4 separate regions of the Mus musculus genome follow, and all the other regions are linked to region 3. The links are chromatin contacts, called in public promoter capture Hi-C maps. All regions are on one chromosome and are shown on one strand. The core of a region is the stretch at or near the end of the contact, and the rest is flanking DNA. Distances in the headings are between cores, read along the strand shown.

Region 1 (6,998 bases), core at 1,266-3,765, 2.1 Mb after region 3:
ACCAAGACTTAGGCAGCACCAGCCCCTGTCCTGGGAACCAGTTCTCTCTGCTTCTTGACTGAGGATGCAGTGTGGTAATGAGCATCCTGAAGCTCAGGCCATCATGTTTGCCTCACCGTGATGGGCTTTGAGCCAGAATACAGACTCCCAGCTTTACATTGCTTTAGTTGGCTATTTGTTCCCAGCTAATATACTGTATATTTTGTTAGTTTTGATTTTAAACCGTGCATTTGCCTGTACCAGAACAAATTCTATTCACAAACAAGTATCTGTAATCTTAAGGTGAAATCTGGTACCACTCTTTATCTACAGGTTTACTCTTTTCCACCATTAAAGGCTTAGAAAGATGGAGGGTTGATGACAGATGTCACATGAGGGCGTAAGCAGAGACTGAGCCCCAGCTGTGGAACCCCACAATTCTTAGAACACTGGATATGGCTGTATGGCGGACAGACTAAACTGTGAGCAAGTCAGTGACTGGTCAGATAGAAAAGGAGATGACAGTTCAGTGTCATGGTGGAAAGGAATCGGGGATGTGCAGAGTTGATAGCATAAGAGCCAGGAGGAGATCTCTGATTGAGATGGAGGGGGGAGTAAGAATCCACCTCAGAGACAGAGGCCTTCAGACAGAAAGCAGGGGGAGACCATCACAGCCACAAACGGAGCATGGCGCTGCTTCACCCCTACAGATGGCAATGGGTTGGTTATGCAGATGTACAGGTGATACCACTTCTGAAATTTTGCCTCTCCGCTCTTCCTTTACCAACAAACCATGCTAGTTCTAGTTTTGTAGCTAATTCTGGCCAGAGAAGTAAGAACGGAAAGAGACCTCTCTGCTCTTGGTACACAGTGTAGTTGGTGGGAGGTTGTGAAAGGTATGCCAAGAGAGGAAGTGATTTTAGGCAGAGTGGAAATTTGCCAAGTAGAGAAAACAGAGTTGTTGACCCAGCAGAGAAAACACATTAATTGCACGTGTGTAAGGAAAGATTTTCAGGGGTAGGCATACTCAGGATGCTAGGGAAGAATCCTAGAAATATTTGGCAAGTTTGCAGCGGGCACTTTAGTAGAAGCCCATCTCCACTGAAGACCCAAATCTGAAGATAATACCATTCCAGGCCTCAGGAAGTTCAGGGTCTTAACGTAGGAGTGGAGTCTAAATACAGCATTAAAGCCCTATCAGAGACTTAGTGCTAAGAAAACAAATTTCAGTCTTCTGCAAGAAGTGGGGTAGCTGGGCCAGGGAGAACGGTGGAGAACAGTGGCCTCTCCTGGGCAGGCAGAGGTAAAGTCTAGAAAGCATAAAAACCAACGTTGAGTAAAATGATGTGTGTGGTCTGGGCAGGGACCTGGGAACAGAACAAAGTGTCCAGAGGGAGGGTGCCTACAATGAAAGTAGCTACTGGTTTGGGGTCTGATGCCAGGCTGCAAGGACCAAGGAAAGCCTAAATCCATGTTTTATACAGCAAAGGTGACTTGGGGTGAACATTTACTGGGGTTGCTTGTGGCAGGCTCCATAGGAGATAGCAGAGGTGAGGGACTAGAATGGCAAAGGAGAATGCCAGGTGGCCAGTTTGCACTGTTATCTCCTATAAAGTACCCGTTATCGATATATCGTGATACCGATATATCTTGATTGTGAAAAGTGACAACGTGGTCTCTGTATATTCAACAAGCATTGAAGTGGAGAGAGCCGGCTTGGCTGGCCTCCTGGTCCCCTTTTACATTGAGGAGGCTTGCTCAGGATAGCGACTTGTGAGCATGTTTATGTGCGGGGTGAGCAGAGCCCCCCATCCTAAGAGCAGATGGTTTCCTCCGCCTGGGGTCCTGTAAGGATGGTGAAGCTGGAGTGAGGGAATGGGAGATTCAAGTGAGACTGCCAGAAATACTATGGGCAAGGCAAGTTAACCGCTTATTTCTTATCAAGTGGTCCCAACGCCGTCATGTGTTGTTTCTTTTTGTGTATGTTCTCCATCCCAGCTGCTCCCAATAGGCTCAGAGCTCCTAAAACTTGCTATCAAAAGATGTAGCTGTGTGTCTGGTGCACCAGCATGCCATTAATGGCGTATTGTATAGTGCAACAATTTTAGTGTGTGATTTAAAGCAACTTTCGTAAAAGACAATTTTAAATTTTTATTCGACGGTGAGGAAGGGGCTTCTGGACAAAAGCGACTAAATCGGTTATCATTCCATTGGAGACTTCGTCAGCCATACAAGAAGTGAAAATGATGGAAACAAAACCTTTGAGGTTCTGCACAAAACAAAAAAACGATGTGTGGCTTAAAGTCAGCAGTTCTGGCTCGGGGGGGGGGGGGGGGGGGCTCCAAACGACGCCTCCAGGTGCTGACTTTTGGGGCCACCCCCTTCCTGCCCTCCCCGCTGTGGCAGCCAGGATTCCTTTTGTCTCGGGTGCTTCCCCACCCCGCCCTGCCAGCCAGAGGGAGCTGGCACCGGGCGCCCTCCCCACCGCCCCTGGACCAAGGTTGTTTACTACTTTCTACTCGGAATAACACGCCAATCACCAGGGCCCGCCCTCTCTCTCAGCCAATCAGTTTGTTGGGAAATTCCACCTTTCCTAAGGGCCCAACCAGCGATTGGCTGCAGGACTTGTCAGTCAAGCTGGCATCCCGCAAGGATGCAGCTGGAGTATTAGGGACGCGATCACCAGAGCCGAGGAGGAGTAACCTTCCCATAAACAAGATGGGGGGCCCCCCAAGAAAGCACGGATTGGGGTGGGGAGCTGAAGCTCAGCCCAACCCCGGGGCCCCACCGGAGTGAAGAGGGCCGAGCGCAGAGCCGGGGAATCCCTCCCTCCGCCTCCCGCCCTTGCTGCAGTTGTAAACACGCTTCCCTCCATGTCTGTTTTTCTTTCTCTAACCGTGGCCATTACAGGCTGCTGTTTACAAAAATCCTGCAGGGCAGTGCTGTTCTCTAGGATCCTGTCCTCCATTCACCTTGCCTCAGGACCCCTTTTCAGGCTTTTTTTTTTTTTTTTTTTAATTTTCTCCCCGCTGCTAGGCACAAACTGAAGGAAGCTATTGGGTCGTGCAAGCTTGTTTTCCTTTTATTGCAGCACGCAAAGCAAGTCACGCTGTAGCAGCAGCACCATTTCCCAGGAGAACAGGCTGGCTGGCCATTAAGAGCACCGCGCAGCCTAAACAGGCGTAGCTCTAGAAGGACTGGCTGGGTTTTTGTTGTTGTTATTATTATTACTGGTCTGAGTCAAGCTGGATGCTATTTTGATTCTGCATTTTCTTCCAAAATTCGTCTTGAAATCTATCCCCACTTACAGGTTTGGGATTTACACCACCACCCGGCGCACGCCCCTTTTCATAAAGGCAGTATTGTGTTGAACTAAATGTTTTTCTACCTTCTCTGATCTGAATCAGGTTTCCCATTTCTAGCAGCACAATGTAGTTGTATTCTGTGTGGTAGGGGCGTAGTGGACATGAATTATTTGCGACAGGGTTGCCTGGAAGATACGGAGTGGAATTTGCGTGGCACGGAACAGTTCCCAGTGCCCAAGGTTTCTGTTACTCTGGCTCCAAGCAGGAAGCGCAGGCAATATGGCAAAACACAGCACGTGGCATCCCATTCAAAAACGCTCTTTTCTAGAAGCTGGTATTGCAGAGGATATCCGATCTTGACTAGTTTCACCACCACCACCACCCCTTTCACAAGCAGAAAGAAAAACTAATGTACGGAAATTTGGTGTAGATATTTAGTAGGAAGCTTTGTTAAGTGTAAAGGCAAGGTTTGGAAGTTCTGGCGAGAAGCTGAAGGACCTTGTGGGCACGCTTTACAGGATTTAAGGTTGTAGGAATTGTAACCCCCACATGGGAGGCCACGGACCTCTGGGCTCCTCTAGACTTAACACCCTGCAAAGTTACTGAGCTACAGAGCCCTGGAGGATCTTAGGGTTGATGCTGAGGGAGAAAGGAAGGTTGCTGCAGGTAGGAATGTGGGTGGCCCTAGCATGTTCTGGCCAGGATTGGATTTCCAGGAGTAGCTTCTATGGCTACCTGTGTGAGTTTGTGGAAGACTCCAGTCTTAAGTTATGAAAGCCTGGTTAGGATCTCAGTGGATGGTTGGTCTTTTTTCCTACTTACTCATTTGTTTGATCCCAAGCCCCAAACCACCCCCCCCCCTTTACACACACAAGCAGCTTTCCCCAAAATGACCAAGTTAGTATGTAACACGCTACCGTTATATACTGAGCTGTCGTCAGGATTTGAGTGGAGGTGGCTGTGTCGCTTGTAGTAAGGGGAGGTTACGAAGGCCACAGCTGGGGCAGAGTTCTGCCTCAGGGCTACAAAGTTCCTGGCATCATTACCCCACCTTATGAAGTTACAAACTGGGCAAGGGGTTGAAGGCAGAAAGAGACCGTAATGAAGAATGTTGTGATGATGTGTGTACCAGCTCCTGTCCCTTATTAGCTGCCTCATCCAGGCCAAGTAAGTTCACCTCCGTTAGCCTCCTTGTCCACTGCCTGAAAGGAAAGCCGTGATGTCTGTGTATGGCTGTGAGGGCTCAATGACCTTTGTCATGCAGTGGGCTTGGTACCAGCCTGGGACTCCTGACAAATGTGTCTTACCCCTTCTTTTTTCCGTGACCCTTCCCTCAAACCTCCCGCTTGCTCAGGGCTCATCTTTTCCTGGTGATTTGTGTTAACCGTTCCTCCCTGGCCAAGTCAGCCTGTTAATTTTTCCATGCCAACAGCTTCCGAGTGCCAGGAAGTCACGTCTGAATAGCCAAAGTATGTTTTCCTGTAGGAGAGTGCCAGCGTGCCAAGTGGCACGTCCTCAGTTGAGCATGCAGAGCTGGGGGGGAGGGGGAGGGGTGGTGAGACCTAGCTGTACTTCCCGCCATGTCTTCAGATAACTTTTTGAATCACGAGTGAAGTCTTGACTTAATCCCCTGGCTTTCATAAGCAGGGCAGAGCAGTGGCCCCGGCCTGGCTCTCAGTTCTTCTTGACCTGATTTCACCCTGCCACCTCTGCCTGTGTCTCCCACCACATCAGTACACACATGGTATGTGTGCGTACCACAGTGCTACCTGGCTCCTGTGGTGAGGATCTGAGGTCTCTCTCCAGTTGGGGAAATGGCCTCCTTGATGCCATTTGCTAGAGCACTTCCTCAAGCTGACCTCTCCATATTCTGTCCCAGTAGTACCTTTGTTCTTCTCAGTCCTGTCTCTGCTTAAGGGACAGTGGCGTCCTCTTGTGATGGATCCTTCTGTGATTCCTGTGGTTGACTGACTTTTCTTCCCACAGAAAGTAGTAGTTTTCTCTGCACTCTAGGCCAGAGTGAAAGCTGTCTGTCTGTCTCTCTTCCCTCTCAGTAGAATTCTGATGCCTGGAATTCAGGCCTGACCCTTCTTTCTTAATCTGGAGCAAACATGGTAATACCTCTTCCTTGGGGAGTTGTGAGGATTAACTGTGCCCGGCTTCAAGTTTATACCTGACAGGCACCCAGGAAGGGGGAAGAGTTATCTTTTTATCATCCGTAGATGGAAATGTTAGTGGCTGTAGAGGTCTGCCAAAAGAATGGCTGAGAATTATGTAAATCAGGGACTTGATCACTGCTCTTTGACCATTCCCTGTAAGGATCATACGGTTTTTATACTTCCTATTTGGTAACCCTTTGATAAATCGGAAATCAGCCTTTTGTATAATACGCTAAGCTAAAGAGCTAGTGTTTCATCAGTGATTTTTTTTTGAAAGCTTCTGGAAACCCTAACCTGTGGGAATTGGGTCCAAGAGGGAAGTTCAAGCCACCAGAGGGCAGAGGGAGTTTTTGTCTTTACTTCTGGGGTTATTGGTTTGAAGTTCTGACTAGTGAATGAACGAACGAATGAACGAGTGGTACTTGATATACACCTCCTGGTCTTCTCAAGCTGGTCTTTTTGCAGACACAGGCCCGACCCTGATGAAGCTTGTGAAGCTGCGGGATATGGCCACAGAGTGGATGTATGATGGGCAGGATCCAATGATTCTGACAGCCACAGTTAGGTGAGCTGGGTTGTGCTGAGCTCTGCCCAGTTCCCTCACCCTGGAAGGGGTCTACTGGCTGGCAGCAAGCCAGCAGGACTTAGGAGCCTTACTCAGCACTGACGTGTGGGATGCTTACAAATCATGCCCTTCCTTGAAAGAGATCCATTCAGCTGTCCTACAGCCAGCTAATAGAATCAGCATAGTCTGTAATCTTTACCAGAGCTTTTCCATTTATATACCTATAACTCTATGTGATCTGGCAAGTCAGTTTCGCCCAAGCCTTGGTTTCCTCCTCTTTATTGTATAGACAATATCCAGGTGAAGGGTAGGTGAAATAGTATATGGAAAGTGAAAAGCTCTGGGCCATTTAAAGACGAACAGATAGACATTAGCTCTGACTGTACAGATATGTAGACAACGCTAATGCCATTTGGAAGGAGCCATTGTTGAGCATGGAAGAGACTGAGCTGTGGTATACTACCTGAATCAGTCTTCTGGGTTGCTCTGAGATTGCATTTGAAAGTAAAGAGGTTGCTATCCAATATAAAGACTTGTATCCAGGCTCTATAAAGACGTGTGTCCAGGCTCTAGAGGGATGTTGGCTGTTGTTTAACAGAATACCATTCTTCTTTTGTTTCATTCAGTCATTTCCCAAACATCCAACCATCTGTTTGGTTACAAGCATTGTGCTTATAATAGGGGGGTGCAGCATCAAAGAGGGGCCTTACTCTCTGCTCACACAGGGCTGAGTGTTGGAAAGGAAATAGAGAGGCACGGGGATGGAGACACCTGCCCTCTCTACAATCTGGTACGTGTGTTGACCTGGGATGCTCTTTCCCTGTAAAAGCAGTCATTTGCCCTTTCTTCTGTAAATATCTCCTTTCTCTGTACGTAGGGACCCCACTCAAGTCGGGTTGTTAGGGAAGAAGCATTTTACGGTAGAGAGTAAGGGGCCAGGCCTGGGGAGAGAATGCATACCCAACTTAGCTTTGTACATGAAGTTGCTTA
Region 2 (6,581 bases), core at 2,642-5,141, 2.7 Mb after region 3:
GAATTTGTCTTTTACCAAGAAACAACACACACACACACACACACACACACACACACACACACCCCTTTTATCTACAAAATGACCAATTATACAATTATCATAAAGTATTATCTAGGGCCAAAAGTTCGTGTGCGTGTGTAAAATGTACATATGATATATATATATATTGTATTGTAATATATAATATATAAATAAATACAGTATATGTGCATATACAGACACATGTATACACACATACATTAATTTTACTAACATGAGATATCAACATTAAATTGTACCTACAACAAATTGACAAGTTACATGTCTTTAGTTACACTACAATATTCATTCTATGTATTCTTTGAACAGAGGTAGAAAACTTGTTAACAGTGTTAGTAATAGTTATAAACAAAACAGCCAAAGTAGCAAGGGCCAGCTCTTCACCCGTTAGCTCTACTGAGAGTGATGGGGTTTCCCTTCTCCTGTTCCTGATAGCATCCTTCAACTTCATGCACGGATTTGTTACTGAACAATGGCCAAAGTCCAGGAATGGATGGCGTAAGACCAGAAGCACCAGCAGAAGCTATGATGAATCTCCATAGTCAATCTGTTTAATGTGGATTCAGAGTGGAGCCCGTGGCTGCCACTCTGGTCAGTGGCTCCCTATGGCATGTGACAGACTTTCCCTTCAAGATCATAAAAGCTATACATTATGGGTGGAGGTAATCCGATGAGAAAAGATGGCAGACAACTTGATCCGGAATTTGTCTTGCTACCTGAATTTGTTTCTACTTTATGTGGTCAAAACCATTAACAAGATGGGTTTCTTTGGTTGACTTATCAACAACGCAGTATTTCAGTCCTGTGCCTTTAGAGAATAAGAATGCATCACTGACTCAACGAGTCTCCTAAACCTTTCTCTCTACTTTTCACATTAAGGAGAAACAAGGAACTCGGGTCCACTTTGTAAAGAAAGACATCACAGGCTGGTGACCTGAAGGCAACGTGAACAATAACTAGTCAGAAGAACACAGGTTCAGATTACATGGTGTGATGCAGTGTGCATCCCAGAGGCTCCCTACGTGCAGGAGTGGACGGCCACACAAGCCTCAGGAGGGTCTCAGCAGAGCTAGAGGCCTGGAGTCAAGGGACACTTCTGTACCTTATCGCTTCCAAGGGGCTCATTAGGCCCGCAGAGCTGAGATAGAGTGTGATCGCCATGTGACACATGACAAAGTGCACACAAATGTTTAGCAGTGTGGATTTACTGGACTTAAATGGCAAGCTCGGGTGATAATGAGGATGAATACTTCGGTCCTCAAAAGAACAATTGGAGGAAAGGGGAATGGATATCTGCATCAAGTAAAGACTACAGAGTCCTGAAGTCCTGAGACTTCATGGTGGGCCTGGGAGCTGAGGACCAGAATACAGATGAGCGGGTAGAGTTTGGATGAAGGGAACGGGCATGTAGAGTTGCTAGCATACTAAAAAGTGATCAAGAGAGATGAAGAGCCCCTCAAGAAGCAAGCCAACCCAGGCCTTACAGGACTTCAAATGAGAAAACCAATTTGAGGAAACGGACAAACGCTGTAATACCGAGTAAAAAGGTTTCTTTCTCTTTTTAATTTTTATGTTTAATTAGAAACATTCAGAAGATGTAAGGTGTGGCCATTTCTGCTTCTGTTTTATGGCTCTCACTGTTTCCACCTGTCCACTGAGGGCTACAATGTTAAAGGAAGCTGCTTTATCCACCAAAGCCCTTCCAACCAGAGCTTTTCATGAAACCTTTTCATGAGCCCTGGGATCTAGAAACATTGTAGAGGGGACGAGAGGGGCTGTGTAAGGTCACACTCTGGTGGGTGCCTATGAACTGAAGCTAATTCTCTGCTTTGGTCCCTGGGACTTTCTTATATCCTTGGCTATGAGCCTAGCCTTTAATGGCTGAGCCATCTCTTCGGCCGAGGTGTCTAGGTCTTTCTATCACGATCTTTTTTCATAAGGACTTGAAGTGGTTCAGGCACAATGATAGTAAGTGGCTCAATAAGAATAATAATTTTAAAGAATATTCTGGGAAGATTTTTAAAACATAGATCCAACAGTTTAAAATAGATCCTAGGGGTCAACAGTTATTTAAAAAAAAAAAAGATCACCCTAGGTCATTGAATGATAACTAGTTTATGAAGTTAATGACCCTGAGAATCTGTGTCAAGTTGCTAAGTTCTTCCAAGTTGTAAGTATGTGGGGGAAATGTTCCCCCACTCCTTAAATAAAAGCTGACTTTAAGCAAACTATAACCATTGCTAACACATTCTAGGAAAACTGGCAGCTGTCTAGATGTAGCTGTTTCATTAGAACAAAGCAACAAGATCTTACTTGTGAGTCAAAACCTATTTGTTAGCCCAGATGTTACCAAAGCAGCGTTCAGTTCTCATCCTTACAGGCGCAGGGGCCGAATCTTAAACAGAAACCTGGTTACCTCTCGCTGCCACGGCCTTCCCTCCAGTCAGCCACCTTTAACATCCTTGTTGGTTATTAATCACTGGGAGAAAAGACTCCTGGAATCCACAGTGAGGAAAGGACATTAAAGCAGGTAGAGCTCTCACCTGCCACACCCCATTATCCAAAATACAGCTCTCGTTAGGCACATATTTGAGGATTTATCTGGACACCATTGTACTTCTCCACAGGAGGATACGATGCACTAGGTAGTAAGCTTAAGGCATTTGATAGGTCCAAGATGATGAGGCAGACAGATAGAAGTTTACAATAGTTTCCACTGAGAGAAGACTGACTCACGGTTACTAGCATTTTCATGATGAAATGCAATCACATGAACCCAACATACATATGCATGGGCACTTCTGGAAAAGTCAGAAATGGCCCAGATGGCAGGCATTGTCTGCAAAGGCCTTTCTGAATGGGGAGAGGTAAGAGGAAGGGGAGCTACAGCAATGGATGGCTCTTAGTGAGATTCATGTTCCCCAGTGAGGAGACACTTCTCTCGAACTACCCAAGTACCACTTCCCTTTTCCCAAGATTTAGTTTTCTGTAAATCATCATGAACCCGGGAGTGTCTAGGGCCAGGACAGGCAGGAGCAGCAGGCCATCAAACTCTGGGCACCACATAACAGAATGTCACCAATTCCACCTTCCATGCCTCCAGGTGAGGAAGGACCTAGAACCCAGACAGTCAGATGGCGGGTTTCCATGGCAACGATTCTGTAATAGGTTACTAGAAGATCGCAGGAAGCTAAGTTCAAAGGTACACACCAACACAAAAGGGTCTGGCCTCCTCCTAGAAGCCAGGTAGGGGCACAGGCTTGGCCTCCTGCCCTTCCCCCGTGACAGCAGATGACTCCCCTTCCAGAAGCTTCCCTCAGTGCCACCCAGCACCCAGGGACGCGCCCCTTCCCGCCCCCCTCCCTGGGGATCTCCAAGCTCACCAGCTGGGGCCTCCAGCAGACTCAACCGCAGGTTCAAGTATTCCACTTCTGAGGAGGCTGCGGGAGAGCCCCCACCGATGCAGACCCTGGCCCCAGCGCTCGGGCCCCAGGCAGAGGTGGCACGGCCCTGGGCCTCCAGGCGCAGTCCGCGCAGGGCCACCGGCTCTGCCGCCTCCAGCAGCACGTGCCCGGCCACTGTCTCGCCGCTTGAGTAGCAGCCCTTGCTCTCATCTTCGAACACTAGCCCCAAGCTCTTGACACGGCCCCGAGGACCATCGGCTCCCGCCTCGCCTCCCATTCCGCCAGGCGATGCGGCTCTGCCACCAAGATCCGCAGTGGCCCCAGGTCGGGGTAGCCGGCTCCGCGACGCTGCTGTCACGGGCGCCGGCCGCACACCCAGGGCCACTACGGCCACAGCGCCCAGCCGGGTGAAACACCCGCACTGGGGCCCTGTCTCTTTAACACACCCCACTGGGACTGGAAAGGGGCTGACACGGCCCGCCTACAGAGCACTGCCATTGGCCAGTCGCGAAACCTGCTTCTTTCCCATTGGCTGTACATGGCCACTTAGTCATTTCATTGGCGCCCCCACACCAGGCTGAGCAGGACGGTGGTGCGTGATCAGGAGGGCTTCACCAATCGGGAGACACCATAGTGCACGTGCACAGGACCTTTATTGGTGGGAGCAAGGCACAGTCCTGGGCCACAGACCAATAGTGAGGCAGTGCGCCCATGTGGACAGAGGATGGGAAACAATATCTGTTAGGGAGGGGGCGGTTCCCGGCTCACCGGCGCATTGGTGTCAGCGTTGCTATGGTTATAGTGGGGGCGGGCTTTCCAGCTCAGAGAGGCTAGAGTAGTTTGTACTAGAACATGAACTTGTGGCTGCAGCAGGCCCAGTTTAAGATTACTTCTGCAGAGTGCCCAGCAAAAGGTTTCTTGGAAAATGGAACTCAGGAGTCTCGCTTTATGCTGGCTGCCTTGGAACTTTAAAGCAGATATCAGAATCTGCTAACTTTCATGATTCTGAGCCACACCTCTTTGGGTCTCAGACAGAATTCCTGTACTAGCTGAGAGCCAATGTCTTGGAAGAATGCTGTGATTCTTAGTGCTTTTGTCCTGAGAAGTTCTGTTCCTGGTTGCTGAAGTCCAGCCAGACTCCGTCTCTGGTTCTTCTGCCTCTAAATAAGGTCGTGGTTTTAAAACAGCACCTGCCACTTATTGGTGCTGATGCAAACAGAAGGACTCCATTATTGACTGAATAATACTCTATTTGGTCGTTATATACATGCATAAGTTGTAAAGTGTGCAAATATTATGTCTGGAAAAAAAGATCGATACTTGACACACAAGTGCCCCACCCAAAAGGATTTCGTAACCCCGGGATCATAGTCCTAGAACATGCCCAGCTGTCTCCGTGACTTGTTCCCCAAACCCACAGCTCTTCTTGCTGGTTTCTTTTTAATTCACACCGTTCTAGATAGCCTTTTGGTATCTAGAATATTTAAATATGTGTAATTATTTGTCTATCAATTTGTAATCCTTTATTTCCCCTCGTTAAAATTCTAAGTGCGTAAGCTGTTATCAAGGTTTGATAATTGAAAATTGAAACTGAAGGATATTTTCTTTCCAAGGCTCTGAAAGTATAGGTTGTTTTACTGCACTCTTTTGAGTTTAGATGATCAACACGGGCATTTTTATTGTTATCTATCTATTTATTCATTTGTATAATATTTCTATTCTTGAAGAAGTCCATGCATGCATGCAGTATATTTGCTCATATTCTACCCCCATTCCTCCCCTAACTCCTTCCAAACGCATACTTACCTCCATATTCTAACTTCACGTCCTCTTTTCAAAATTGTTGATTTAATTTAAAGTGTGGTTTGCTGTCATAGAGCTCACTGGTGCTCTATCTGTGCTGCTCATACATTTGAGCAGAGGCCATCCACTGCAGCATGGTTGACCTGCCAGGAGTCACACCCTCAAAGAACACTGTAACTTTAGTAAGGCTTTAGGGTGTCCAAAGATTCTTTAACACTTCTCAAAGAAAGTAAAAAGAGCCATAAATCCAGCCCTGGGGGTCCCGAAATACTACCCTTGGGTTCCTGATCACAGTGTCTATAATGGTCCCTGCTTCCTTTCCTTCACAGCACAGCTTGATCTTAAACATGTACTTGCACGGTGTTTATTGCCCCCACTGAGGACAAAGACTTTGCTCTCATGCATTGTTTTTTAACCTTTTGTATCTAACACAGAAGCAAGCAATACTCAATCAATGTGTGTTAACAAACACTGAATGATGGATCACAACCACCGGTTTTGAGACAGATGAATAGTGCTGGACCTCTTACTGATCTTCCACTGGCTCCAGGGAGAGATGTTCTCCTCAAAATTAAGTGTCTAGGAAAGAGGTGAAAGTTCACTGACATGCACAGACTGGCACCAGGACAGAACTGTAGACATGGCATCCCATGCTACCAGAGACCAAGATTTTGGTTTTTTGCTTGTTTGTTTTTTGCTTGTTTGTTTTACTAGGTTTGGAGATCCAACCTAAGATTTTTTGCAAAGCAGGCAAGCTCTCTCTCTCACTAAGCCACATCTCCAACCTTTAGGTTTTAGAGACAGGGTTTACACTAAGTAAATATGGGTAGTTCAGGTGTCCAGACCCCCTCTCTCTCCTAAGTGCTAGCATTTATAAGCACGAGTCATTGTGCCAGCAATGATTGTGCCAGTAATGATTTTAGACTATAGGCACCTGGATGTGTGAGCAAGAGCAGTTTAGCAAATGTAGTTCTTGGGGCTGGTGAGATGACTCAGCAGGTAAAGGCACTTGCCATAAAGCTGGACCATCTGGACTTTGAGGCCCAGGACCTACAGGTGAGAGGGAAAGAACTACTCCTGCGAGCTGTCCTCTGTCCTCCACATGCATAGCATGGCATGAACATGTTCATACATAGACACACACTCTTGCTCTCTCTCTCTCTCACACACATGCATATGTATACACACATATAAAACGTTATGTCAAGTTTAGTGTAATGTATACACACACACATAACACAGAAATACACACATAAAACTTTATGATGTGTGTTTGCATGTGTATGTGCTTATGTGTGTATGTCACTTATATTTCTGTTTAGAAGTGTCAGGACT
Region 3 (6,926 bases), core at 2,671-5,170:
AGGACAAATTTTGGGTGGAAGATTTTGTGGGTGGCTTGGTGTCCTTATCCCTCCACTGGAAGGACACAGGAGGCAGCCACTTCAGGTTCCATATCCCTCACCACTAACTAGGATTCTCAGCTAGAGTCACTCTCATAGACTCCCTAGAGCCTCCCCTGTCCCACATCTCTGGCACATCCTAGAAATGCCCTACCCCACCCCACTCAACCCTGATTTTCCTTCACTCTCCCAGCCCTCTCCCTGGCTCTCCCTACACCTGATTCCCATACCCACCTACCCACCCCCATCCCCCTCCTTATCTCCAAAGAATGTTTTTAGATATAAGATGTAGCTAAGATTTATATTTAAAAACTATAAAGAACAAGAATAACCAAAGATATGAGAAAAAGTGAAGCTTGAGTGTTCTTTTATAAAGCATGTATTATTATTAAGACAGTATGATATTATGCCAGTAAACCCATAGAACAGAATGTCTAGTCCAAAAGCTGAGCTTCATGAGTTTGGACACTTGATTTTGACAAGAGTGGCTTTGAAGAGCTAAATAGAAAGAATGGTCTTCGAATATGGTGGTAACTTAATTTTCAGATGGTGCCTCAGTTAGGGTTTTATTGCTGCGACCACAGCAATTCTTATAAAGGACAACATTTAATTGGGGCTGGCTTATAGTTCCACGGGATTAGTTCATTATCACCATGGCAGAAACATGGCAGCATGCAGGCAACATGGTGCTGGAGAAGGAGCTGAGAGTTCTACATCTTGATTTACAGGCAACAGGAGAGTGTGCCATAGTGGGCATAGCTTGAGCACAGGAGATCATAAAGCCTGGCCCTACAGTGACACATGTCCTCCAACAAGGCTACAAGGAAGTGCCAGGGGCAGGCTTGTTAGAGAGAATAACCTGGAAACTGGTCTTGTTTGGGAGTAACCTAGGAGTAATGCTAGATGCTGACTTGTTAGTTAACTCGAGTTCAACCTTAGGTCAGGCTCTCTAAGATGGAGTCTAAACCCAGGATCTGGTCTCTCGATATCAGTGTTGGGTGAGTGGTGTGGTGGTTTGAAGATGCTTGGCCCAGGGAATGGCACTATTAGGAGGTGCAGCCTTATTGGAGGAAGTGTGTCACTGTGAGGGTGGGTTTTGAGACCCTCTTTCTAGCTGCCTGAAGACAGTCATCTCCTTTTTGCCTTTGGAACAAGATGTAGAACTCTCAGTTCCTCCAGCCCCGCGTCTGCCTGGATGCTGCTGTGCTTCCCTGCCCTGATGATAATGGACTGAACTCCTGAACCTGTAAACCAACCCCAATTAAAGGCTGTTCTTTGTAAGTCACCATGCTCATGGCATCATCTCTTCATACCAATGGAAACCATAACTAAGTCAGAAGCTGATATCAGGGACTTGGGAATTGCTGTGATAGGCCTGACACATTTTTGTTTGGAGGAATGTGGATTTGGGGACTTTGGAAGCAGTGAGTTGCATTAAGTGCTCAGTGAGCCATTCCAGGAGGAATATGGAAGACACTGATACTGAGGGTGTTTTCAACTGTGGAGATTGTTCTTATGCTGTTTTGGTGAAGAATGTTGCTGCTTTTTGCCCTTGTCTGAAGAGTCTACCTGAGGCCAGGGGAAAGAGTAAAGAGGCTAAGTAAGGTAAAGGAAGTCTCAGAAAAGCCCAGCATAGACTTTGTCCTCTGGTTTACTCTCACAAAGAGAGTTTTGATCATGTGTAGCAAGCTTAGAAAGGAAAAATACAAAATATATGGTTCAAGTATATTGAAAACTGGCACCATGTAGGGCAATGGAGCTAAATCCTGTGCTCAAGATCAACAGTTTAAGGGAGTAGTAATTTCAGGGCAAGATCCCATCCCAGCTAAATTTATTGTTTATGTGTTTGCAGTTGAACAACAGATAGTTATGCTATTATGACCAGGTTATTGCTTTCATTTGGATATAAGGAGATGTGACTGTGTGTCAAATTGGCATGGGGTGACACAAGCTTTTGGTCTGGATCTTGAGACATAGTCACCATGAAGAGCTTAGGTCCAGGCATGGTGGTGCACACCTTTAATCCTGGCATTCAGGAGACAGAGCCATGCAGATCTCAGAGTTCAAGGTCAGTCTACAGAGCAAGTTTCAGGACAGCCAAGTATTAGGCAGTGGAGTTGAAAACAGAAAGTTGGTGATGATGTAATAGAGGAAGGGGGCCGTGCTCCTGCCCCAGCAGAACTCCGCAGCTTTACCCATGTGGCTCTGCCTTTAGAGTCCAGAATAGAAGGGACTTCTGGTTGGCCCATGATACTGATTAGCTGGAGCAAAGAAATTAGCAGTGACTAAGAAGAGACCAGCATTACTGGAGTGAAATCTTCTGGGAAGTGTGTTCTGAGAGCCCAAAGAAAATGTGTTCCAGAGATAGTCAAGGTTGTACCTCATGCTGCAGCTGGACTTGGTAATGTATAAGAATCACCCAGGTGATGCTAGTTTTGAAGGCACAAAGGGATTACGAACAGCAGCTGAGGCTTGGCACTGTGAGAGGCCAGGGATGGTCACTGGTGAAGGTGTAGCCTCAGTTGGAGTTGATGGCCCAGGGCTGAAGGGGTCACCACTACATAAACTCACTCCAATAATCCTAGCACATGAAGATGGAGGCAGGAGAGTGAGCTGTTCAAGTTCCTTCTCAGGTCAGTCATTCCATGACTCAGCAGGTAAGAGAGTGTGTACAGCTCTTTCAGAGGACCAGAGTTCAGATCCCAGCAACCACGTGTAACCCCGACTTCAGAGTATCTGGCACCTCTGGCCTTTGTGGGTATCTGCACTCATGTGCCCAAAACCACAGAGATATAACAAATAATTTCTAAAAGTATTTTTAAGAGTGTTTTCTGCTCATGCTGAGGACCAGGGGTTGACTTCTAGCACACATGTCCAAAGGATCACAACGGCCAGCTCCAGGGAATTTTAGGCTGAAGCCTCCCCTGCACCTATACACAGGTGGGCATGTACATTAATTAGTAAGCTATGATTTAAAAAAAATACGCATATGATTTCGTGCATTTAAGGCTTGGCACTGTGAGAGGCCAGGGATGGTCACTAGTGAAGGTGCAGCCTCAGTTGGAGTTGATGGCCTAGGGCTGAAGGGGTCATCACGTATACACAGGTGGGCATGTACATTAATTAGTAAGCTATGATTTAAAAAAATATGCACATGATTTTGTGCATTTAAGCCTTTGGAGACAGAGGCCAAGGCTCTGCAGGTATATTGTATTCACTGTGGGGCACTCATCACATGGCAATTTCTGATATGTGTATTCCCCTGCACTTCGTATGAATTTTTTTGGTGTTGTTTGTTTGCTTGAGATAGAGTTTCTCTGTGTATCCCTGGTTGTTCTGGAACTGGCTCTGTAGGCGAGGATGGCCTCTATCTCCGAGATCCACCTCCTTCTGTCTCCAAACTGCTAGGATTAAAGGCATTCTCCATCACAGCTAGTCAATATGAATATCACTTATGGTTTATTTTATTTGTGTGTGTGTGTGTGTGTTTGCGGTTGCCGGTGTCTGAGGAGGCTAGAAATGGACGGCAAATCCCCTGAGGCTGAAGTTACAAGCAGTTGTCAGGTGTCCAGACGGATATTGGAATGCCAACTCAAGTCCGTTACAAAAGTTGCAAGTGCTCTTAACCTCTAAGCCACCTGACCAGCGCTTTGGTATGAACACCTAAATGTCTACAGGCTACAAGTTCACCCTCAAGCTTTAAGGTGACTGTACCAGGTCAGAAGGGTTCTGTTTTAAGGCAATCCAGCCTACGGGTCCTGCCCCTTACCTGCGGAAGCCCAAGTTAGACATTTAGGAACTTGACTTTCAGGAGACTTCACAGTCTCCGCCCCTTGTTGGGTGGAGAAGGGAGAGTAGTCCCAACTACCCCTCCCTTGAGGTTCACTGACGTGAGACAGAGCATCCCTCGCGTGTTCTTATCTTTTGGATTAAAAAAACTGGAATCTGGGCTCCCCACACTCCCAGGCACGCTCAAGCCCAGAACCCAGAAGCAAAGACACGGGGGCTACGTCTTCGATTGCTTTAGCCTGGCGGTCGAGCTGCGCGGGGATACGATTGGTGCTGTCTGGCGGCGAGGCGCGGTGCACTGTGGGACACGGCACTGGCGGGAGGCGCAGGCTGGTGTCGGAGGTGAGGGTCCGCGGGCTGCGACAGGATGGTGAAGCTGACGGCGGAGCTGATCGAGCAGGCGGCGCAGTACACAAATGCCGTACGGGACCGTGAACTGGACCTCCGGGGTGAGTTAGACGGAGCGCGGGCTGTGTTCCGGCCCCGGCGCGTGGCTGCGGGAAACCAGCCCCGCCGCGTGCGCAGAGGCTGGAGCCTGGCCCGTGGGCCTCCACCCGGGCTGGGCGCCTCCGATCCACCGTCCCGCAGGGCCCTTTGGGGCTGTTTGTTACCGGCGTTCCGGCTAGCAAACACGGCGCCTCGATTCCTTCCCCGGACCGTACTCACTAGGCATTGCCCCGCTCATCGAGCAGCTTTAACTGTTGGAGGACTAGGAAAATAGAAAACGCTACGGACAGGCCGGCTGCTGGCTGGTGTTTTTTGTTTGTTTGTTTGTTTGTTTGTTTGTTTGTTTTTTAGCAAAAGCGTTAATGTGGCACCTGAGGGTAGGGTGGATATGTACCAGAGTTACCTTAATTGCCCCAATAATTCCGGTTTGGTTTTGTTCATTTGTTTTTGAGACAACGTCTCGTGTATTCCGAGCTGACTTCAAACCGTTATATAGTTAAGGTTTATCTCGAACTTCGGACCCTCTTGCCTCCACTTCCTGGGAGCTGGGTTTAAATGCCTGCACCACGTTTATATGGTGCTTTGGATGAGCCCAGGGTTTCATGTCTGTCAGGAAAGCACTCGCGCTACTGAGCCAGACCCGCAGCCCCGGATAATTTGGTGTTTTCAAGATTGAGCTGTTTGACCGTGGCATAATGGTCACTTCTGTGTGTGGGGTGGCGGAACTCACCTGTTCAGTTCTGACAGAAGTAGCACTTGATTTTTAAAACATAGAACTGAGAGGTAATCGTTAACTATTCAGGAGATGGCTTTGGAAGGGGTTAAGATTATAAGACTGTGACCAGAGGCAATCAAAGTCTCGGGGGCGCTGTGCACTGCCATTTTTGAAAGTTTCTTCCTGCCTATGGGAAATCCTAGTGTTCTTTGTGTTTGTTGAATGAAATTAACTTTCTTGGAGAAAAGTCCGGTTCAGGAGCATCTGGGTCCTTTCACTGTCTTGGCACAGTTTTGATGTCTGCTGTCTCTCTGAAAACCGTGCAGTCTGGAGAATGCTTATTCTGCTACCATATCTTTTATTGCACTCCTTCACAGCTGGGTTGTGTCCTTCCTTATAGTACCTAGCTCAGTGACGAATGTGAATACCTCATAGACGTTCTTAATAAACCATGGGCACCAATACTAGTAAATATGCCCATCTGTTCTTCCTCTTGCCTTCAGCCTCTTCAGTTTTACTTCAAGCTTTGTAGCACTAAGGCCTCCACTTAACCCTTTCGTCATTTACCTTATTTTTGTTCAGTGCACGGCATGGTGCTAGTGCCTGGTTAATACTTCCCGAATGGGAGCGCTGAGTCAAATTCCATCACATACTCCTGCGATTTTCAGGACTTTTCATTTATATTAATATTTGTTGTATGTATGTTTTCCCTCTACAGGATATAAAATTCCGGTTATTGAGAATCTGGGTGCCACCTTAGACCAGTTTGATGCTATTGATTTTTCTGACAATGAGATCCGGAAACTGGACGGTTTCCCTTTGTTGAGAAGACTGAAAACATTATTAGTGAACAACAACAGAATTTGGTGAGTGACTGCTAGTGAGAATACTTTCTTCCCTTAAGTAAGTGTTCTAATGTACCCTGAAGATAATGGGGTTTTGGTTGTTGTTTTGTTTTGTTTTAATGTATATTAGTTTTTTGCTTGCAGGTACCACACACCCTCCTAGTGCCTCTGGAGGCCAGAGGAGGGCCTTGGCTTCTCTGGAGCTAGGTTTACAGATAGTCCTGAGCTGCTCCAGCTGTAGGAATAGAATCTGGGTCCTCTGGAAGATCAGCCAGGGCTCTAAGTTGCTGAGCCACCACTCCAGCCTGCCCATGTGTCTTAAAGGGAGAAATGAATAGAGCCCTTTTCCTAAGAGGTTGGAGATTAACTTGGGCATTGGCCTGACCTTACTTGCTACTCTTCAGAAATCTTTAATATTCGTAACTGACATTAAACTTTGAATTTGAAGCATTGTGCTATGTCAACAAATCAGATTTTAGAGTAGTCATCAATAGCATCATAATTAAAAAGATTTATAAAGGCCATGTGTAGTGGTATCTGCCTTTAATCCTAACACTCTGGAGTCTGAGGCAGGCTGATCTCTGAGTTCAAGGACAGCCTTGTTGACAGCAAATTCCAGCCAGGGCTACATAGTGAGACCCTGTCACAGTAAAAATCTTTTTATGAAATAAAGTTACTTTTCACTGAGTACCTATACCTCATCCACTATGCTGGTTTTGGTTTTTGTAGTTGGTTTCTACAATATAATTCTGTGAAATTAAGATCATATTTGTTTGTATGAGTGGGGTTTCTCTGTGAGCCCTGGCTGTCCTGGAACTCACTCTGTAGACCAGGCTGGCCTCAAACTCAGAGATCTGCCTCCCTTTGCCTTCTGAGTGCTAGGATCAAAGGCGTGCACTACCACCACCCTGATGGCAAAGCTTTCATTAAGAAAAGGACCATTGGCTGGAGATAGGACTCTAGTTAACAGCACTGGCTGCTGCTTTTCCAAGACCAGCGTGGCAGCTTGAAACTCTAGTTCCAGGGAATTCAAGGCCCTTTTCTGACTTCCACAGGAGCCAAGCACGTAGTTGCTATGCGGCATAAGTGCA
Region 4 (6,979 bases), core at 3,721-6,220, 2.2 Mb after region 3:
CAGAAGTGGCTAGATGTGAGACTAGCTTGTGCCCTAAGCTAAAACTTTTGTCAATTCTAATGTAATTAGTAAAGGGGAGGAACGTTTTGTGAAAGCCTTCAAGTGTCGGCAAAAACCTCAAGGGTAAATCTGTCAAGGAACGTGTGCAAGGTATTTGAAAGAGAGTGTCCTGAGGTGGATTTGAAGATTGCTGTCTCAGGCATCCTTTTTTAAAAAGATTTATTTTATTCCTATGACTACACTGTAGCCGTCTTCAGACACACCAGAAGAGGGCAAAGGATCCCATTATAGATGGTTTTGAGCCACCATGTGATTGCTGGGAATTGAACTCAGGACCTCTGGAAGAGCAGTCAGTGCTCTTAACCTCTGAGCCATCTCTCCAGCCCTGCTGTCTCAGAAATCTAAGCACATGATTAAGCTATGGCAGTTCTAATGGTATGAAATAGTTATAGAAATAGCAAACAAAAGCATATATATAATGAAAAAAAATATAATGGAAATATATACATATAATAGATATGTGTATATATGTGTATGTATATATGCATGTGTATGTGTATATATATATATGTGTGTGTATATATGTGTATACACACACTGTTATATATATGTGTGTGTGTATATATATGTATGTATGTATATATATATATATATATATATATATATACACCTTGGGTCCGAGAATTTGGGAATGATCTTGCCCATGAAAACCAAGGTTGAGCCAGGAAAAGTGTCTTTATTCAGAAACTGCTATATCATGGAAATGCTTGGGTTCCCAGTGGGAAGCAATACAGAGCAACCTTTTAAAGCAAAAAATTACAAATTAGGCGGGACAAGGGTAGGGGCGCCAGTGGGCATGGGAAATATGCATGCTGTATATTTCCAACTGTCTTTCTCACCTGCCATTTTAAGTGGGTTTCTAGCTGTCAAATACTTCAGATGGCGTCCCTGATAACTTGGCCTGGATCAAAACCAACCAATTAGAGCCTCTTTAGCAACTACTGGGTTTTGATTCCGACTGGGTGCTAACCTACAAAGTATAGGATGAGGTATTGTGGTCTAAGTTCATATGAGGCACCTGGGACCAGATGGCGTTTCTGGAAATCCAGTTGTTTCTTAGAATTCAGCCTAGTACAAGATGGAGACTATATACAAGATGCGAGGGTGGGGGGTGGGGGGTGGGGGAGTGTGTCTCTGAGACTAAAGTGGCCTCTAAATACACACACACACACAAACACACACACAGTATGTTTAAGGGGATAATTCACCTTATAAAGGAACATATACCTTTTATTTTTTAATTATTATTTGTGTAGTTACCTATGCCGTGGTGCAAGTGTGAAGGTCAGAGGACAATTTTATCAATTCAGTTCTCCCTTCCACTTTCTCTTCCCCCTTCCCTTTCTCCCTCTTGTTCCAGCTCATTTTTCTGTGGTTGCTGGGATTTGAACTCATGACCTCAGGAAGAGCAGTTGGTGCTCTTAACTGCTGAGCCATCTCACCAGCCCTCTCTTCCACTTTTATATAGGTTCTGGAAATTGAATTTTTTTTTTTCCAAGACAGGGTTTCTCTGTGTAGCTCTGGCTGTCCTGGAACTCGCTCTGTAGACCAGGCTGGCCTCGAACTCAGAAATCCGCCTGCCTCTGCCTCCTGAGTGCTGGGATTAAAGGCATGCGCCATCACGCCCGGCTGGAAATTGAATTTTAATTCACCAGGATTCGCTAGAAGCACCTTTACCCATGGACCCATCTCTCTCAGGACTGTTACATAAGCAACCTTCTACTCACCCCGAACTGGGAACTGACAACAGACCAAAGGACAAAGACAAAGTACAGCCCTTAGCAAACGCCAACTTGGAATCAATGAGTTCATTGGGGTTGCTTAGAGGACTATGGGTGAGGAATTCCTGACAGGAGCAGAAATAAAGACAGCTGCATCACCAAAGCCCACCCCAACATCGGTGACAGCTCACAAAAACTGGAAACTGGGAGCCCACTGTACAGCCTGCAGGCAGCTGACAGGTTGAAGAGTGGCCTTTCTGCGGGGCTCCATTGTTTGAGCCTTTTTACAGGCAACTTAGCTGTTCTCTACTCTTTCCAGGCAATCTGAAGCTAACCCCCAGCAGGCTTTACTATTTATATTCTCTTCGGAGGGAGGGGGCTAGTGAATCTTGTCCATTTCTGGGATTTCCTGGAGCTATTCTTTGTTGTTTACTTCCTATCTTCCCTGAAGTATTTTATCTGTTTTCATTTGGTTTCCCTTCCCTGTAAACATTTGATTTTAAGACGTTTCCAGCCCAGCAGTGGTGGCACAAGCCTTTAAACCCAGCACTTGGGAGGCAGAGGCAGGAGGATTTCTGAGTTTGAGGCCAGGCTGGTCTACAGAGTGAGTTCCAGGTTAGCTAGGGCTACACAGAGAAAATGTCTCAAAAAGGCAAACAAAACAAAACAAAAAGTTTCTCTCAAAAATGGAAGGTTTTAATTTGAGAGGAAACTGCTACACAGTGGAAGGGGAGACTATGGCCATTTAATGATGCAAAGAAATGGGCACTGATGTTTGAGTAAATGCTGGTTGTATTAAGCAGTCTAGTCTGGCAGATTGTGTATGGCTGTGGTCCCTGTACATGGGAGGCTGAGGGCAGGAGAATGGAGATTTTTAAAGTCAGCCTGAGCTGTAACAGTAAAACACTATCTGAAGGTCCAAGACCAAGTTCTTAGCACAAAGAGATTTATTTGCCTCAGGGGACAAAGGGCAGGGAATAAGAGATAAAGACAGGAGATAGAGGATGAGGGAGAAGGGGAAGGGACATTTGTCCTGGAGGGACACTGGACTGTCTCCTGAGAGAGAGGAGACAGATAGCTCATGGCAGTTTATAAAGGTAAAAGGGGACCCCTGTGTTGTGCATGTTAATTAGGTGAGCCAAAGGGGGCTTTAGATTGCTGGATTTTAATACTTTGATAGCTGGACCTTGGTAGTCAGCTTCAAGAGGAGGAAGTGGCTAAATTAGGGTATGGACCTTGGTGGCTAGCTTTAAAATGTAGTCTAATGGTTTTTAGCAAGGCAGAGGGAATGGGGTGGAGGTCAAGGCCTGCCAGAGCTCTGCTTGCCTTCCCGAGGCTGGCCAGAGCCTCTCCATCATTTGTTTGTTTGTTCATATGTAAAACAGAGCAATATCAAAAACATCAGAAGCAAGGTTAGAATTGATTAATAAACTTTTGACCTACATGCTAATAGTTTGAGTAAAACACATTATTATCAGAGACACATACATAGACAAATATATATGATGGCTACATTGTAAAGATACTTGTGGCTACTGTTTGGTTTCAGACCTGGGACAAAGGATTGAGGTACATATTTTACATATCAAAGCAACCTCATCCCCAGGTTCTCCCAGCATCCCTCACTCCCTACCTGGTATACCCTGCCCCCAACCTCCAGGGTCTGGGCTGCCCTCCCCCCAGAGGATCTTCCCTATATAATCCAGACATTTTGGTCTCTCAAATCCCTTCTTTCGTCTCTCTGTGCAAGTCTCTTTCTCTCTTTCTCTCCCCCTCTCCTTTTCCAATGACGACTTTCCTGGCCTTGATCCTTGGGCCAGTGAACTTGCCCTTCATACAGCAGCTTCCAAATAAACCTGCCTTTAACATAACCTAATCCAGTTTAAATTGGCTCATTTAACTAATTGATAGAAATAACCTATCAGTTACTGAAAGACACTTACAAATACGGCTATATTGTAAAGACACTTTAGGAAGCTGTCTTGAGAAGACCACGCACACCTGGATGTGTCTCATTTCCACCCCTTCCCCTAACACCTATCTTTCTACCACTAACCTTAAATCTATGTTTAAAATCTAATAAACTGTGACTCTTCGACACAACGACTTACTCTGACATTCTTTTTGGCACTGAAGTCAAAAATTCTGGCTTCACCAGAGTGGAAAAGAATTCCCTGCTACACACAGCGCAGAATTGTGTTGTGTCCCCAGTTACCATTGCCCCAAGGCCAGTTGTCAGGATCCCAGATTGTTCTCCAGCTAATGGGCTCAAGCCTTCTTCCTCCCTCGGTCTCCCCAGTAGTTGGGACATCCGGTGTGTTTCCATCAGAGTCGGGTGAAAGGTGAAATTTGAAATCACTCACCGCTGCATCCTCCCAAAGCAACGTTTTGAAACAGCTGTGTATACTGGAGAAGAATTGTCGACCTTGAATATTGCTTTGTCAAATGAGCTCCTGCTTGGCTTTTTAGTAAATCGTAGGCACATTACAGTTTCCAGGAGACTGTTGGGACTCTGAAACCGGCAGAAAAGATTCCTGGATGCCCTGTGTTAGATGTGCGTTTATTACATATTTGCTATTTTTCAGCCAAGCCAAGTTTTTGTTCTTTTTTTTTTTTTTTTTTTTTTTTTGGTTTTTTTTCGAGACAGGGTCTCTCTGTGTAGCCCTGGCTGTCCTGGAACTCACTTTGTAGACCAGGCTGGCCTCGAACTCAGAAATCCGCCTGCCTCTGCCTCCCAAGTGCTGGGATTAAAGGCGTGCGCCACCACGCCCGGCTCAAGCCAAGTTTTTGAAAAGGGTTAATGCAAATGGTTTTTGCACATAGAAGGGAGCGTGGTGGAAAAATCTGTCAGTACAAGCTTGGGGCACGGGGGAGGAGGCTGCTTGCCTGTGTTTATGGTAGTTCAAGAACAGCAACAAACTCACTATTGGCTCAAAAGTCATTCTTTTTGTAGATTAGACTTTGCGGAGTCAAGGTTTGGTTAAAAAAAAAAAAACAAAACAAAACAAAAGGTGGTCCAGTAGTGTGTGTTGGGGGAGTGGGGGCAGAGATAAACGCCCGCAGCAGGAGGCAAAGGAGTGAGAAAGAGAAAGCCTCCGGGGAGGTGGCAGGGCGGGGCAGCCCCTGGGGAACTCTTGGTAGAAAGGTTGGTGGCTCTGGTGGGGGGAGGGGGTGGGGAGGTAGAGGCTTACTAGGTGGCAAACTCCGTACCGGAGCATGGAGGCTGAGGCAGTCCGCGGAGTCACAGGTAAGGGGTGCTGCGGTCCCCACGTAGCCAATCGAGGGCGAAGGACGCGAATGGTAGCGGGCAGAGTGCCGCACACCCGTCGCCACAACAGCTTGGGGTGCAGTGCGAGGCTAAGGGCCTCTCCTCTCTTTCTCTCTCTCTTCCTCGGATTCATATAAGTCCCAGGCTAGCGGGAGCTGGAGGAGGAACCTCCAGAGTTGATAGTCTTAGATGGCTCTGGGCTGGGTCCTCACCCGGGTCTCCGGTTCTGTTTCTCACCCCTCCCCCACAACCCTCAACACCGGCCTTGGGGACCTTGGACCTGGGCTTGCTGGCCAGGCTGGGGAATGAGCTCCGAGGTGAGAGAGAAGTCCGAACAGCAACCCATTCCTACTTTCCAGCAAGGAGGACCCAGGAAGCGCCTGGACCGAGAGAAGTGTCCCGGGAATCCACGCTCTGGGCCAGCCTCTTTGCTGGCTCCAGGGACACAACTCACATGCCTCTTCCCGCCCAGTTTCAGGATTTGAAGATACTTTCTTGAGCCGGCCACCTCTGAGGTCTTAGGGGATGCCATTTCAGGCCTTTGGCTAGACATCCTGGTCACAGGTGGCTGGCTGTGTCGCACGGATAGTCACACTGCACACAGCCCACCTACAGTAAAGTCAATCATGGCAGGGGCGCATTTGAGGCTGGCAGGTAGCCACTCGCTCTTATGACCTACTTTAAACGTTGCAATTGAGTTGTTTTTCTCCTGTTTTCAGGTGCGTGAGATAAGGAGAGATTGTAGCCACTAGCTAATTATATGGATTAGTAAGGATTTAGTTGATCTAGAGATTAAGAAAAGGCTCGTCTTTAATTTTGGAAAGGGAGCTATTTCTCTTTTGTTTTAGTCTTGTGCACTTTTTTTTTTTTCTAGAAAGTTAAGAGTGCTGTTTCCAGTTTACACGCTGGAAGACTGGAATAAAAGTCTTGCTTTTTTGATCTTCCTCATCTACAAAACAGGAGAAGCCCCCTAGGGTTTATTAAGCACAGCAGTCTCTCATTACACTCCCATCTCTACTAGTGGGTCTCTTTCCCCTCCCCTAGAGTGAGCAGGTCCTTCCCCATCTTTGCTTCAGAGAGCTTCCCCTCCCAGGCCCATGTGATGGGAAAAAAAGAATAGTAATTTCATCTTCTGGAAAAGAATCGTTGGCCTGAGACAGTTTATGGCTTTTCCCTGTATGCGCTCCGACCTTTGCTGTGGTTTTGATGGCCACCGGTGGCTCAGATGACACACAGCAGTCTCCCATTTATCATTTCCACATGTGTGAGATCCTAATGGGTTGGAGGCTTGCATAGTTGAACTGTTGCCTGTGCTTTGATAGCTGTTTCCAGAAACAGCTTGAGCAAATCTCGTCTACTGGGGAATCCCTTTCTTTTTAGTAGAGAAGCATGAAAGGAAAAAAAAATAATAATGCTTTCAGGTAAGGTGACTTGCCAGCCTCTACTTAGCTTCACCGCTGAAAACCGAGGAAGGACATTCCTCCCGCAGCTGTGCTCTGTGTTCGCAGGAGGGGCCCCCGGGAGGTTTGGTTTGGGGCAGTGCCATCCAAAAAGAGATTTGGGGGTATCCACAATAATTTACATCCTGATGCCCCCCCCCCCATATCCGTCTCCTCCCTCCTCTCTCTACATGTTTTTTGGTTCCCTGATGCCAAAAACCTTCTTAGGTTCCACTGGGCCATCTGTTGCTGTCATTTCAGCTTAGAACAGAATGGAAAGGAAAGAGAAAGCCAGACACAGCCTGGTCTTGTTACCATCCTTTTTTCTTTCTTCTACTTCTTCTTTTTCTTTCTTTCTTTCTTTCTTTTTTTTTTTTATCTTGAACTTCTTCCCTTAGCTATGGACTGCTTTATGAGGCTGCATTGCCTCATAAGGATTAGTTGAGGCCCTGTGTATGTGGGAACTCATTGCTGGGCCCTGTGTCATATTA

The links. Promoter capture Hi-C pulls out the DNA fragments that hold promoters and counts their contacts.
Region 1: a promoter capture Hi-C map of neutrophils shows a contact between it and region 3, with 4 times the contacts expected there. The contact joins the enhancer-like site here to the promoter of Snrpa1 in region 3. A contact is called at or near these places in 4 of 39 promoter capture datasets (liver, neutrophils and pre-B cells) and 1 of 9 other capture datasets (liver).
Region 2: a promoter capture Hi-C map of liver shows a contact between it and region 3, with 2.9 times the contacts expected there. The contact joins the promoter of Arrdc4 here to the promoter of Snrpa1 in region 3. A contact is called at or near these places in 2 of 39 promoter capture datasets (both in liver) and 2 of 9 other capture datasets (adipose tissue and liver).
Region 4: a promoter capture Hi-C map of pre-B cells shows a contact between it and region 3, with 5 times the contacts expected there. The contact joins the promoter of Fam169b here to the promoter of Snrpa1 in region 3. A contact is called at or near these places in 2 of 39 promoter capture datasets (liver and pre-B cells), 1 of 484 Hi-C or Micro-C datasets (B cells) and 1 of 9 other capture datasets (adipose tissue).

The regions. Positions count from the first base shown.
Region 1 is chr7:68,126,621-68,133,618 of GRCm38.p6, forward strand. The region is part of intron 2 of Igf1r (insulin-like growth factor I receptor); the gene reads left to right. Among named protein-coding and RNA genes, the nearest start is that of Gm51488, 7.1 kb to the right of the region's middle. Within about 2 kb of position 2,516, at least 378 of the 459 cell types and tissues checked have an H3K27ac peak or open chromatin away from gene starts, as enhancers often do. A contact at or near this core is called in neutrophils, where this site is marked.
Region 2 is chr7:68,745,347-68,751,927 of GRCm38.p6, forward strand. It overlaps Arrdc4 (arrestin domain containing 4), which reads right to left and starts at 3,892. Exons shown (of 8, transcript NM_001042592.2): 1 at 3,423-3,892. The coding sequence starts at 3,720.
Region 3 is chr7:66,056,416-66,063,341 of GRCm38.p6, forward strand. Snrpa1 (small nuclear ribonucleoprotein polypeptide A') reads left to right here and starts at 3,921. Exons shown (of 9, transcript NM_021336.4): 1 at 3,921-4,277; 2 at 5,709-5,856. The coding sequence starts at 4,196.
Region 4 is chr7:68,271,014-68,277,992 of GRCm38.p6, forward strand. Fam169b (family with sequence similarity 169, member B) reads left to right here and starts at 4,971. Exons shown (of 9, transcript NM_001374636.1): 1 at 4,971-5,028. The coding sequence starts at 4,998. Gm16157 (predicted gene 16157) reads right to left here and starts at 5,581. Exons shown (of 4, transcript NR_040340.1): 1 at 5,504-5,581; 2 at 4,145-4,324.